3 separate regions of the Zea mays genome follow, and regions 1 and 2 are each linked to region 3. Evidence: chromatin contacts called from public Hi-C data. All regions are on one chromosome and are shown on one strand. The core of a region is the stretch at or near the end of the contact, and the rest is flanking DNA. Distances in the headings are between cores, read along the strand shown.

Region 1 (4,059 bases), core at 1,340-3,839, 240 kb after region 3:
AGTGAAAGCAATATAGTAAGGGAGGGAAGCAACACACACAAATCCACAGCAATACGCACACACACGCCCAAGACTTGAGCTCAAATGAATATCACAAGGTTCTCACTAGAACGGAGCTCAAATCACTAAGAATGTCAAACGAGTGCGCAAAGACAGTGTGAATGATCAAGAATGCTCAAAGTATGCTTGGTGTACTCCTCCATGCGCCTAGGGGTCTCTTTTATAGCCCCAAGGTAGCTAGGAGCCGTTGAGAGCAATCCAGGAAGGGAATTCTTGCCTTCTATCGACTGGCGCACCGGACTGTCCGGTGCGGATTTCTTTCCTATTATGGCGCAGCCGACCGTTGAAGACTTGGAGCCGTTGGCGCACCGGACACTGTCCGGTGCACACCGGACAGTTCGGTGCCCCCATCCGACTGTTGGCTCAGCCACGCGTCACGCGCGGATTGCGCGGCCGACCGTTGGCGCGCCCGACCGTTGGCTCACCGGATAGTCCGGTGACTCACCGGACAGTCCGGTGAATTATAGCCGTACGCTGTTGACTTGGTTCCCGAGAGCATCGACTTCGCCGCAGACGACTCACCGGACAGTCCGGTGCACCACCGGACAGTCCGGTGATTTATAGCCGTACGCCGCCGTCGAGACCCGAGAGCAGCCAGTTGACCAGACGCCAGCCTAGCACACCGGACACTGTCCGGTGCACCACCGGACACTGTCCGGTGCACCCAGACTGAGCAGAGTCTTGGCTGCTCGAGCCAAGTCTTTTCCAATTGTATTTTCTCTGATTCTAGCACTTAGACAAATATGTTAGTATACAAAAACCAATGTACTAAGTCTAGAATCATACCTTTGTATTGACTTTGCACTTCTTCCACCATTTGACATAGTTTCACACTTAAACCATTTGTGTTGGCACTTGATCACCAAAATACTTAGAAATGGCCCAAGGGCACATTTCCCTTTCAACACTTGATGTGGATTTTAAGTAGACACAATTTAAACACTTGTAGGTACTAGAATTGAGTATGGGTCGCCTAACCCAACTAACTTGATTCGACCCGCCCGAAAAAACTTGATCCGATCCGATCAATACAACAGGCGGGTATGTGCCATAGTTTTTGACCCACAATATTTCACGGGCTGAGTATAAGCTATGATTTATGACCCAAAACCTGATCCAACCCAAAGTCAAAAACCTGACTCAACCTAAAAAAACCCTGACCGACATGTTGTCCAATAGAGAGGTATGACCTACCCGACCCGACTAGATACTAGGCACGGATGCTTAGAAAATCAAGTCATAGATGTGTCTTCATGAATACATTTTACAATTATCTTCTAGACATGCCCCAAGACACAACCCATTAATATGCATTGTACATGCCCTTAGGGCATCTATAAACCAGAGATTTTTGATTGATTTTCTAAATAAAAGTGACATTTAAGAAACTACCTGATATGATGATGTGTTTTTAAAATCATTCATATCATAAATATATTTAAGAGATTGTACGGATAGTCATGTAGAGACAGATGTCTCTTATATATTTTTTCATTTAACCCATAAAGACCATCATAAACGAGGTTGTGCGTACTCTCAGACCTAGTGTTTGGGCATTACAACCCACATAAATGATCTATATCGTAAGGGATATCTAAGGAAAAAGTGCAAAAAACATAATAGACTTATTTTGTTGAAGTAATGTCTAGCATTATTCTCTAAGTCTAAAATATGGGTATACCCATATAACCTATATAAATGAGTTGTGTTTTTGAGAGGTTATAGCGAATAAAATATAAATATTGGATTGTACGAATGAGTTCCTTACTTGTATTTAGTATTTAGAGAACCACGACCATGTATCTAGGTTCAACATGTCCTTATGGGTATTACTTTTTTTCTCTACAAAATTATTTAAACTTTAGATAGTTAAGTAAGCGTATAAGTATAATGAATTGGACGGATAGTGTACTAGATTATGCTAGATTGGAAGTGCAGGGCACGACGCAAACCACGTCGAGGTTGCTCAGTCTGCGTCCGTCGGCAACAACCGAACGGGCCATTACGCACGGTCGGGTGAATTACTGTCGATGCGGTTGCAACTGCTAGTATCTTTGTGTGTGTTTTATGTATGCATCACTAGCACTAGCAATAACTTTAGCTTAGGCCATGTTTGGAAACGTAGTTTTTTTAGTTTTGAAACAATACTATGGTATTTGATGATACTATAGTATTGAAACACAAAAGGTGTTTGGTTTGTACAGGCAAAACACAGTTTTAAATATCATGGTTTACCTAAAACCGTGGTATTTTTGGAGTTTTTGAAACTCCACTCAGGACCTCAGTTTTCTTCTCTTCTCTCTACATATACTTTGTTTTTCCAATAAAACCAAACAGATCTCGGTTTTGAGGAATACTATGGTTTTACTGTGATAAAGTAATACCATAGTATTTTTTGTCATGTACAGTTGTAAACTATAGTATCTCAAAACTACATCATTTCAAAATTGTATTTCCAAGCAGGCCTTTAATTTTTATCGGAGCCTAAATCATACTAGCAGATACTGCAGCATGTGGTAGCCACGGTGGGGCCCATAATTTGCATCCCAGCACTGCAACCAGTAGGTGCTGTTGGCGAACCAATCTCACCTCCCAGCCCCAAGAGGGCACTTAATTCTAGTTCTACTTGTAGCAGCAGCACGGGTACCTTCCTCCTCGTGATGATTAATTAAAACGCACGAGCAAGGATGACGATGCACTATAGAGGCATAGAGCCACAGTGTACCGCAGCTCGCGACGAGCCAGCCAGCCAACGACCGCTCTCACCTTCTTCGTCCTCGCAGCCGGAGATGGAGCAGTGTAGCACGTAGGAGTAGTTCGGGAACGAGGAATTCGCTTTGCCGTCGGCGACGGGAGACGACGGACGGACGCTGCTTCCTCTGGCCTGGGCGTCTGGCGGCCTGCACACCTGACACCTCGCCTCCCACAGCCCTTTCGGCCGCCTTTTGGCTTTGCAGGCTTTTTGTGCCTCCTGCTGCTTCCCCGTCCCTCCCCCTCCGCCTCCCACCGGCACCCCCACTCTCCACTTCTCCAGTCGGCCGGGCACTCCTCCCTTGCCCCGGCCTCACACCACCACACGTCCACAATGCTGCCGTCCTCCAGATCGAGGTGAATTACTTTCGCCCTCCCTGCTCCCGGACCCTTGCGTTCTCTCTCTCTCTCTCTCTCTCTCTCTCTCTCTCTCTCTCTCTCTCTCTCTTATTTTTATTTGCTCGCGCTCTTGTTCCGCCTGTCGGTTTTCTCTTCTTTTCTTCAATGGCAGATCTAGTAGTATCCAGTAATCCAGCTAGACCCGACGCTTCATTTGGTGTTTTTTTCTTGGCTCTCTTCTTCGCCGATTTCCCTGCGCCGTAGTTGCTTTTCATCGTCAAATGTGGTGTACCGTCTCGTCTGGTGATTTCCGCCACACGCGAATGTGCCTTTCTTCAGATGGTGTTTCATGTCTGTAAATCCTCAAATTCGGACCGTAACGGCCACTCCGTCTCTCACAGCTGCATGCCACACGCGTCGGTTCATGAGCTTGCGCTCGATTCGGCAACAGAGAATAATAGATTTTCGATTTTTAATTAATTAACGATGGATGTCGCCATTGACAGATCTGGGCCGAACGAGTCCCCCATCAGCAGGGGCAGGCCGAGCACGGCGTCCTCCAACCACCGCCCCTCCACGCCGTCCTCCAACCACCGCCCCTCCACGCCCTCCTCCAACCACCGCCCGTCCACGCCCTCCTCCAGCCACCGCCCCTCCACGCCGGGCGGCACCAGGAGGAGCAGCGTCGGCACGCCGTCCACGCCGCGCTCCCGCAGCAACGGCGCGGGCCCCTTCAAGTCCGAGCCCAACTCGCCGCCATCGGCCGCCGCACAGAAGCCCCGCCTCTCGTTCGACCGCTCCCCGAGATCCGTGGACACCAAGCCCGTCGTCGAGCGCCGGGTGCCCAAGATCGGCACCACTCCTGAAGTAAGTGTACTGCACCGAACTGCGCTGCCCTGGTTTTCTTCC
Region 2 (3,912 bases), core at 324-2,823, 230 kb before region 3:
AACATCATTCTGGATCTTCTCAAATCTATCAAGCTCATCGATGTCTATGGCACTATCTTTTGTTTTTCCTTTTCTTTCACATGCAGCATGTTTAGCCTTCTTCTGTCCCATTGACCGAGGAAGATCAATATCATCAAGTCCACATCCCTCTACATTGTTATCCTTCTGTGTCTCCTTCCTCTTAGTCTGGATTGGGTTGTTATACTAATCCACTTTGCCAAACTCCGAACCATGTTCCACACATTCATTAAAATGAAATGTGGTCCCTTAGTCTCTTGCTCATATAGTTGGTGCTTTCTCTAACCACATTTCATCAGAATACCCACCGGTGTATATCCTCCTAAGTCCTAACCTTCAAATAACAGTCATTGAACATGCTAGCCCACTTATTTATCTTGTGCCACTGCCACCTCTCCTTAACCTGATTTTTAGTCCTCTGTCTGTTCTTTGGAGTAGTCAGGTTGTACTCTTGTGCCACATCCGACCAATATTGTTCAGATTTTTTGCTGTTTCCCCTAATTGAGTCAACAGAGTGTTTGAGCCATGCACTCATCTACAAAAAAAGAAATTCTAAATTCTAAATAAAACATGCACAAGATATCAAAAACTTGATTACAAGCCTACCACTCTCCCATCTTTTTGTTTCTAGATTAGTCGTGCCACGGTCCTAACTCCATCTCCATCTCATCTTCTTCATAAGCATCTTCACCTGAATGTTAATAGGGTTATTTAGTGTATGTCCCAGATGTCCAATAAAATGAGCATTTTTGGGCTGGTTGTGTGGCTGAATCATCATACAGCTCATGATGCCCTCGAAGCTGCAAAAGTTTAACAAACACTCAGATTTGGTACAACCACTCAGTTTAACATACATCTGATTATCCAAAGAAGCTTGTTCAGTTGTGTTAAACATACATTTGATTATGCAGATCTGGTTGTTCATGATTATCCAAAGACGAAATTTCTTGTATGTTTACTGCTAATGGACGAGAGATATTTCCTCTCCTACCATCTTCAACAAAGCTAATGCAATTCAAGAATCAGACTCTGCTTACCTTTGAAGCAAATCAAAGAACGACGGGCCGGTGGTGGAGGGGAACATTGCCGCTGTTGGTGCGTTGTAGAGCCGTGCACCGCCTGGACAAGACGACGGGTCGGGCGGGGTGCCGACGCGGAAACCCATCCGCGCGCCGCGGGAGAGCAGCGCGTCGTCTGGTGACGCTGACGGGGAGCCTGCCTGGGCGGCGCTGGTGGTTGCATACGGGCCAGATGGGGCAACCGCGGACGGGGCGGCTGCGGGCAAAGGGGCCACAGCGGGGGAAGGTGGGATCCAGCGGCGGCTTGTCGGGGCAGTGGAGGTCGACCGTCGCAAGCCGATGCCTGCAGCGGCGCCCGTCTTCTGCTGCATGGCCGATCTCTCCTGGCACTGCTTCAGTTCAGAATGGGCCCAAAAGGAAAGCGCAACGCGAAATGAAAAAACCCGCGCGAAGATAGAAATTTGGAGGGAATGAAGCTGGCAATCCGCATCGGATCTGGAAGAGACACTCGAACATGTACAGCCTGAGCCGTCCCCGTCTCTTCCCCATCGAGCAACGCACCAGAGACGGGCTATCCACAGAGAGCCCGGTGGATACAAATTTTACAGAAAACCCCATAGAGACGGCTGTAGAGACGTCTCATTTATTGGTGTTGTACAGGAAGGGTGATGATTTCTAGTCTTGACTCGATTATTCGCGATCCGCCCAACATATTTACAAAGACTAAAATGGCATGCACAAATGTAACGGGCTCGCAAACAATCATGGAAATAGACGAACACAATCAACCATGCATGTAATTTGTCCCTAAATTGATTCCTTTTTTGTTTGATCTGTTATTCATAAGAACACCTCACCTCATCTATAGCTTCCTAAATTAATCTCCCCAAAAGAAGACGAACAAATTGAAAACTGAGAATCACCAAGAACTGAATCGATGATCGACACAACGCATCCTGTTTGCGGCCTCGGTCGGTCGGTCGGTCAGGAGAAGATGTTGTCAAATGCGGCGGCGGTGATGGCGCGCGAGAACTCCTGGAAATTGATGCGGCCATCGCCGTCGGTGTCTGCCTCCTTGATCATTCCCGTGAGCTCCTTGACGGTGAGCGCGTGGCCGAGCTTGGCCATGGAGTGCGCCAGCTCGGCCGCGGTGATGAACCCGTTGCCGTCGCGGTCGAAGATGGCGAAGAGCTTGCGGAGCTGGTCCTCCGAGTAAGGGGACCGGTCTTGGAGGAGGTCGGGGGCCACGAGCGCCACAAACTCGGAGAACTCGATGAGGCCGTTGGAGTTGGTGTCGGCACGGGTGATGAGCGCGTCGAGCTGGTCGGCGCTGGGCGTCAGGCCCAGGGACCGGAGCAAGGAGCCCAGCTCCAGCTGCGTCAGGCTGCCGTCGGCGTTGCGGTCGAAGGACCGGAATATCTCCCGCAGCTCCGCCAGCTGGTCGTCGTCCAGCCGCGACTGCTGCTGCTGCGTTGCCTGGGTGACTGTCTCGGTCACGGAGCTCCCGCCCCGTCTGATGCTTGCCATGTCCGGCGACGGGGCAGCCGGCGGCTTGTGCGCGGCGGCATCGACAACGTGGTCCCCGGCTCCGGTGGCGGGGGCCGTGGTCGCGTCGCTCATGTTCAGATCCGGAGGCGGGGAGGACGACGAATTGGGTGGAGCGGCCGGAGAAGACGGATCTTGGAGGGGAATTGGCGCCCTGGAAAGTCGGCACGCCCTGTATCAGTACGTATATGACATGAGAGGGCAACAAGCCAACAACTGACAACGAATAGCAGTTTTCCAAACTGTGGCACGACACGGCACCACGCGCCGGAACTCCGAAGACCTGGCCGCCGGCCGGCCAACATGGCAGATCACAACTATGTATATTAGTATATACTCCTACCATACAATAGAGGGAGGCACGTAGTCGGAATGACTTTTTTTTTATTTGAGATCCTCGAATTTTGAAGGAAAAACATTCCCTAAAACGACTACAACCAGTTTCCTTCTCTAGTGTGTCTGTGTCAATCGTATGTTTGGGTCTGGCACGGCACGATACAAGCTTATAAGCGTACGACTTATAAAGATATAGCCTGTAAAATCATATCTCTAATTATGAGTCGTTCTATGCCAGCCCGCATACTCAGTAATCGGCTCAGGGCATAGCCTACAATTAGTTATCTATGTTAGGTCGACCCAAATAGCCTAGAATGTCTTAATGTGTCAGACCAGTCTATATATATACAATAGAAATATATAAGCAGAAAGTATATAATATATATATATATATATATATATATATATATATATTAGTTGTATTTACTTTCTCTAGCTTAGTATTCAAATCATCATTTAAATTCTTTAAACTAGAAATTGATTCATGACAGGAGGACAATTCAGATGACAATATTTCATTTTTCTTAACTTCTACAACAAGAGATTTTTGAACACTAATGAATTTATCATGTTCCTCATATAAAATATCTTCTTGCTTTTCTAGCAGTCTATCCTTTTCATTAAGAGTATCAATTAATTCATTTATTTTGTCTACTTTAGCTCTATCTAGTCCTTTAAACAAATCAGTGTAATCTACTTCGTCGTCACAGGATTCCTCATCGCTAGAAGAAGAATACTTAGGAGTATCTCGAATACGTACCTTCTTCTCCTTAGCCATAAGGCACATGTGTCGTTCGTTTGGGAAGAGCGAAGACTTGTTGAAAGCCGAGGCAGCTAGTCCTTCATCTTCGGAGTCGGATGAGGAACAGTCGGAGTCCCATTCCTTCCCGATGTGTGCCTCGCCCTTGGCCTTCCTGTAGTTCTTTTTCTTTTCCTTCTTCCCATGCTTTTCTTGTGCCTGCTCATTATCATTATCGGGGCATTGAGCAATAAA
Region 3 (4,209 bases), core at 860-3,359:
ACCTGAGAAACTCACTTGTAAAAGTGTGGAAAATTTTAGCTCAATCGGAGTCTGTTTGGATCGATTTTGCATTCAAAAACTAAATTTTAAGCTGCTAAAAACAACGTTAGAAAAGCGATACAATTTTGGATTGTTTCAAACTTTTCAGTGTTCATTTTGCGATCCATTTGTTTCTTTGGTATCGTGTGAATTTTAATAACATTTTCAAAACATGAAATCACTGGTTAGTTGATGTGTTTTTTTTGTTTGAACAATTTCTTCATTTCTATTGAAATTAAGTGCTTAATTTGTAGTTTTGAAAGACTGAATTTTATTGGACACCATTCACCCCCTCTAGTCGCCTATTCGATCCTTCATTTTGCTATCTCTCCAACTAAAGGGGTGTTTGGTTCCACCCATCTAGTCTCTGTCACATCAAATGTTTAAATGATAATTACAGGTATTAAATATAGTCTAATTATAAATTAACTACACATATAAATACTAAAATATGAGATGAATTTATTAAACCTAATTGAGCCCATATTTAATACTCACAATTGATATTCAAACATTTAAGGCCTGTTTGAGAACTCTGTTTCTCAAAACCACATTTTATAATACCATAGTGTATTGTATCCTATGACATAACTATAGTGTATTTTACATCAGTCTAATCCAACACTTATTTGGAGACATAATATTTCAGTTGTAGCGTAGGGGAAGAGAAGACTAGAGTTGTGTGCAAGAAAAAAACTTTGGTCCAAACCAAAGTTTTTTTACCACAAAAATACCATTGTATTGGTAAAACCATGGTTTAAAATATAAAGTTTTTAGATGTGCTTCCAAACGCCTTTTAGTGTAAAATACGTATAATAAAATTCTACGGTATTGTCTTGAGACTAAGAAAATATTATATTTCCAAACAGACTTAATGTGACATGAACTAAACTTTAATCGACGGAACCAAATACCCCTATATGGTCACTAAATCAGCCCTAAAATGACAATTGTGTCTCTTGAGAAGTCATACATATTTGTTTCAGAAAGTAAACGATGGATCATGAATGTAAGAAAAAACAAGGCAGGCTGAGTTTGTAAAAGATAGAAAGGGCACAAGTCATGAACAATAGTACAATACCATGACATTGACATCTCAATCACTCGAAAATCCTTACATGTGCTTGAAATTGAACTAGCAGGAAGCAACTAGATTGATTTGGAACTGGACAAAATCATCCTTGACGCTACAGCCTAGATGGAATCCCACCTTCACTATCATCATGGAGTCATGAATTAGGCTTCTTGCAAGCACAAACATCTACACCCTAGAAGTTCCTTGTTTTCTTGGATGCTTGCCCCAGCTCCGAGAGTTTCCCGTGTTGCTTGGGCATGTAAGCACCTGAAAAACACATGCCCCAATGGGGTACAAATGTAGCAACTGTATCAGGAATGTACACAGTTCATTCATTAGGAACAGGAACACTGAACTCAAGCCATATAGACAGATTAAAAAAACTGGTTAGAAAACCAAGTTATGCAACTAATTTTAGGAGGAATCCCTTGCTATACCAGTTCTGGATTCGAGATTGATGCGGAACCGCGACGCGCGCGAACATCCAATTGTCATCGTCGAGCGACCTCACCTCCGCAGCGCTTCCATCACCTCAAACTTGAGTTCTGTAAGGCCAATCCGATCGGTCAGTCACTCTGACTCTCTAAGGCATTCACCTGTCAACGCTTGCACAAGGGAGAGGCGTATCACCAGCCATGGTCTCGTCCTTGCGGTAGAGCGCGTCGATGGAATCGGCAACGTCTTCGGCGGCCGAGACGGCTCCCCCACTCGCCGCCGAGACGGTCGACCTTGCCGGCGAGCTCATCGCGCCGGCTCTTCTCGAATCCGCCCTCCACCTGGGTGAATCGGTGCCTCCTACCGATTAGTCGTCTCTTGGCCCACCTACGCTTCATTTCGTTGGGCTGACTCGTCATTCTATTGGGCCAACTCTAATCATTTTGTTAGGCCGACTCTAGTCAGTAACAGCCCACAGGCCTAGTTCGCATAATGGGCTCGTGGACCCATTCAGCTTCGTCTTCCAAGTCCCATCCGACCGGCCGACCGAATGTAGCGCACCAATCCCATCCTCCACCCAATCGAAGGACCTAGCGAGCGGCAGCGGCGGCGGCGATCGGAGAAGATGGTGCGCAAGGCGAAGGTTGAGTTCGACGAGCAGCCGCCGGATAACTTCGACCCGAAGAACCCGTATGCCGACCCGGTGGCGATGCTCGAGTACCGGGAACACCTGGTGCGAGAGAAGTGGATCCATATCGAGACCGCCAAGATCATCCGGGAGCGCCTCCGCTGGTGCTACCGCATCGAGGGCATCAACCACCACCAGAAGTGCCGCCACCTCGTCGACCAATACCTAGAGGCTACCCGCGGCGTGGGTTGGGGCAAGGATGCCCGCCCGCCTGAACTCCACGGTCAGAATCCATGCCTCGTCTTATCCTTATCCCGGCATGATCTATTGGTTTATTTGGCTGTTGCTTCTTCTGCTTCGCAGAGCCCAAGAAGACCGTCAAGGCGGAGTAGCGGCGCTGCTGCCTTGCTTCTCGTGCTGCTGTTCCTGGATTGGAGAGGTGATGCCTGAACTAAGCGCAGCTTCAAATGAAATGTTTTCCTTTCTATGAATAATTAATCTATGTGGTGGAAACCGAAATTTCATTCCAAAGCCATTTGTGATGCTGGAAATACATTGCAATCACTCTGCAAGTATGCATCCCTACAATTTTGGGAGGCTGTCACCAGCCCAAATATGGGTCCATGGTGGGACCGGACAAAATCCCAGGAAGGGCCTGTCATGGGCATCATAGGGAGCGGTCACTCATGTGGGGCCGCACCTATGCGCGCCAAAAGCGAGAGGCCGCAGGGGGCGCTGGCAGCAGCGCGCGCAAGGAAGGCATGGCAAAGGAAAGCGCGCGCAAGGAAGGCATGACAAAGGAAAGCGCGCACAAGGAAGGCATGGCAAAGGAAAGTGACTGATTTGGTGGCTAAATTGATAGACCTAAATTGTAGGGGAGATAATTCCAATTAGTCACTTGTCTAATTAGTGGTTGCCTAGTTGGTCAACCGGTGGCCTATATATAGGCCTGTACGCAGAAGACAAAGGAAAAGGAAGATATCATCAAACCAATCTCTCTCTCTTGCAATGACTCTCAAGCGCCTAGGGCTGCTACCCTAGAACCAAGCCTGCGGCAGAGGGGTATAACCTCGCTGGAGAAGACAGCTATCCCCATGGACCGAAGACACCTGGTATCCATGGTGATAGCTGTCTTCTCCGGCGAGGTTATACTCCTCTGCCGCAGGCTTGGTTCTAGGGTAGCAGCCCTAGGCGCTTGAGAGTCATTGCAAGAGAGAGAGATTGGTTTGATAATATATTCCTCTTCCTTTGTCTCCTGCGTACAGGCCTATATATAGGCCACCGGTTGACCAACTAGGCAACCACTAATTAGGCAAGTGACTAATTGGAATTATCTCCCCTACAATTTAGGTCTATCAATTTAGCCACCAAATCAGTCACTTTCCTTTGCCATGCCTTCCTTGTGCGCGCTTTTCTTTGCCATGCCTTCCTTGCGTGCGCTTTCCTTTGCCATGCCTTCCTTGCGCGCGCTGCTGCCAGCGCCCCCTGCGGCCTCTCGCTTTTGGCGCGCATAGGTGCGGCCCCACATGAGTGACCGCTCCCTATGATGCCCATGACATCTCCCCCTCCCTTGAGGACCAGCTCGTCCTCGAGCTGCCATAGACTTACCTGACATGACTTAAGGTTAAGCCTTTTACATCTCGGCTTACCTTTATTATTTAAGACGAAAATACAAAATAATTGTGGAACTAAAATATAAATTTGGTAAGCCTGCGGCAGAGGGGTATAACCTCGCCGGAGAAGACAGCTATCACCATGGACCGAAGGTCCATGACACCTGGTATCAGCTCCAGGTTATCCTCACCACCACCAGCCGCCCATCCCTCACCACCACCAGCTGCCGCGCCATCAGCCGCCGCAACACCCTCCTACCCGCCCTCTCCAACTCCAGATGCATTCACTCGGCTCAAAGAGAGTTTTGGCCGTTTCGCAGAGCAGTGGGATCAGTTCGTTGTGATGTTCCACCGCTACAAGGAGAAGACAGAGAAGGAACTCCAAGCAGCGGTGCGGCTTCAGACGGCAGCACGAGGGT

The links. Hi-C and Micro-C count contacts between places; a contact is called where the count stands out from the background.
Region 1: a Hi-C map of bundle sheath shows a contact between it and region 3, with 4 times the contacts expected there. The contact joins the promoter of LOC100381608 here to the promoter of LOC100191555 in region 3. A contact is called at or near these places in 7 of 25 Hi-C or Micro-C datasets (bundle sheath, ear, leaf and 2 more).
Region 2: a Hi-C map of leaf shows a contact between it and region 3, with 4 times the contacts expected there. The contact joins the promoter of LOC100502179 here to the promoter of LOC100191555 in region 3. A contact is called at or near these places in 6 of 25 Hi-C or Micro-C datasets (ear, endosperm, leaf and 2 more).

Annotation. Positions count from the first base shown.
Region 1 is chr5:45,913,998-45,918,056 of Zm-B73-REFERENCE-NAM-5.0, forward strand. It overlaps LOC100381608 (WEB family protein At5g16730, chloroplastic), which reads left to right and starts at 2,590. Exons shown (of 3, transcript XM_008645719.4): 1 at 2,590-3,168; 2 at 3,657-4,017. The coding sequence starts at 3,146.
Region 2 is chr5:45,438,779-45,442,690 of Zm-B73-REFERENCE-NAM-5.0, forward strand. It overlaps LOC100502179, which reads right to left and starts at 1,574. Exons shown (of 3, transcript NM_001196656.1): 1 at 1,056-1,574; 2 at 625-818; 3 at 1-553. The coding sequence starts at 1,408. The coding sequence ends at 668. LOC100286292 reads right to left here and starts at 2,777. Exons shown (of 1, transcript NM_001159179.1): 1 at 1,815-2,777. The coding sequence starts at 2,657. The coding sequence ends at 2,022.
Region 3 is chr5:45,669,601-45,673,809 of Zm-B73-REFERENCE-NAM-5.0, forward strand. LOC100191555 reads left to right here and starts at 2,110. Exons shown (of 3, transcript NM_001294148.1): 1 at 2,110-2,460; 2 at 2,541-2,616. The coding sequence starts at 2,175. The coding sequence ends at 2,569. It also overlaps the pseudogene LOC103626292.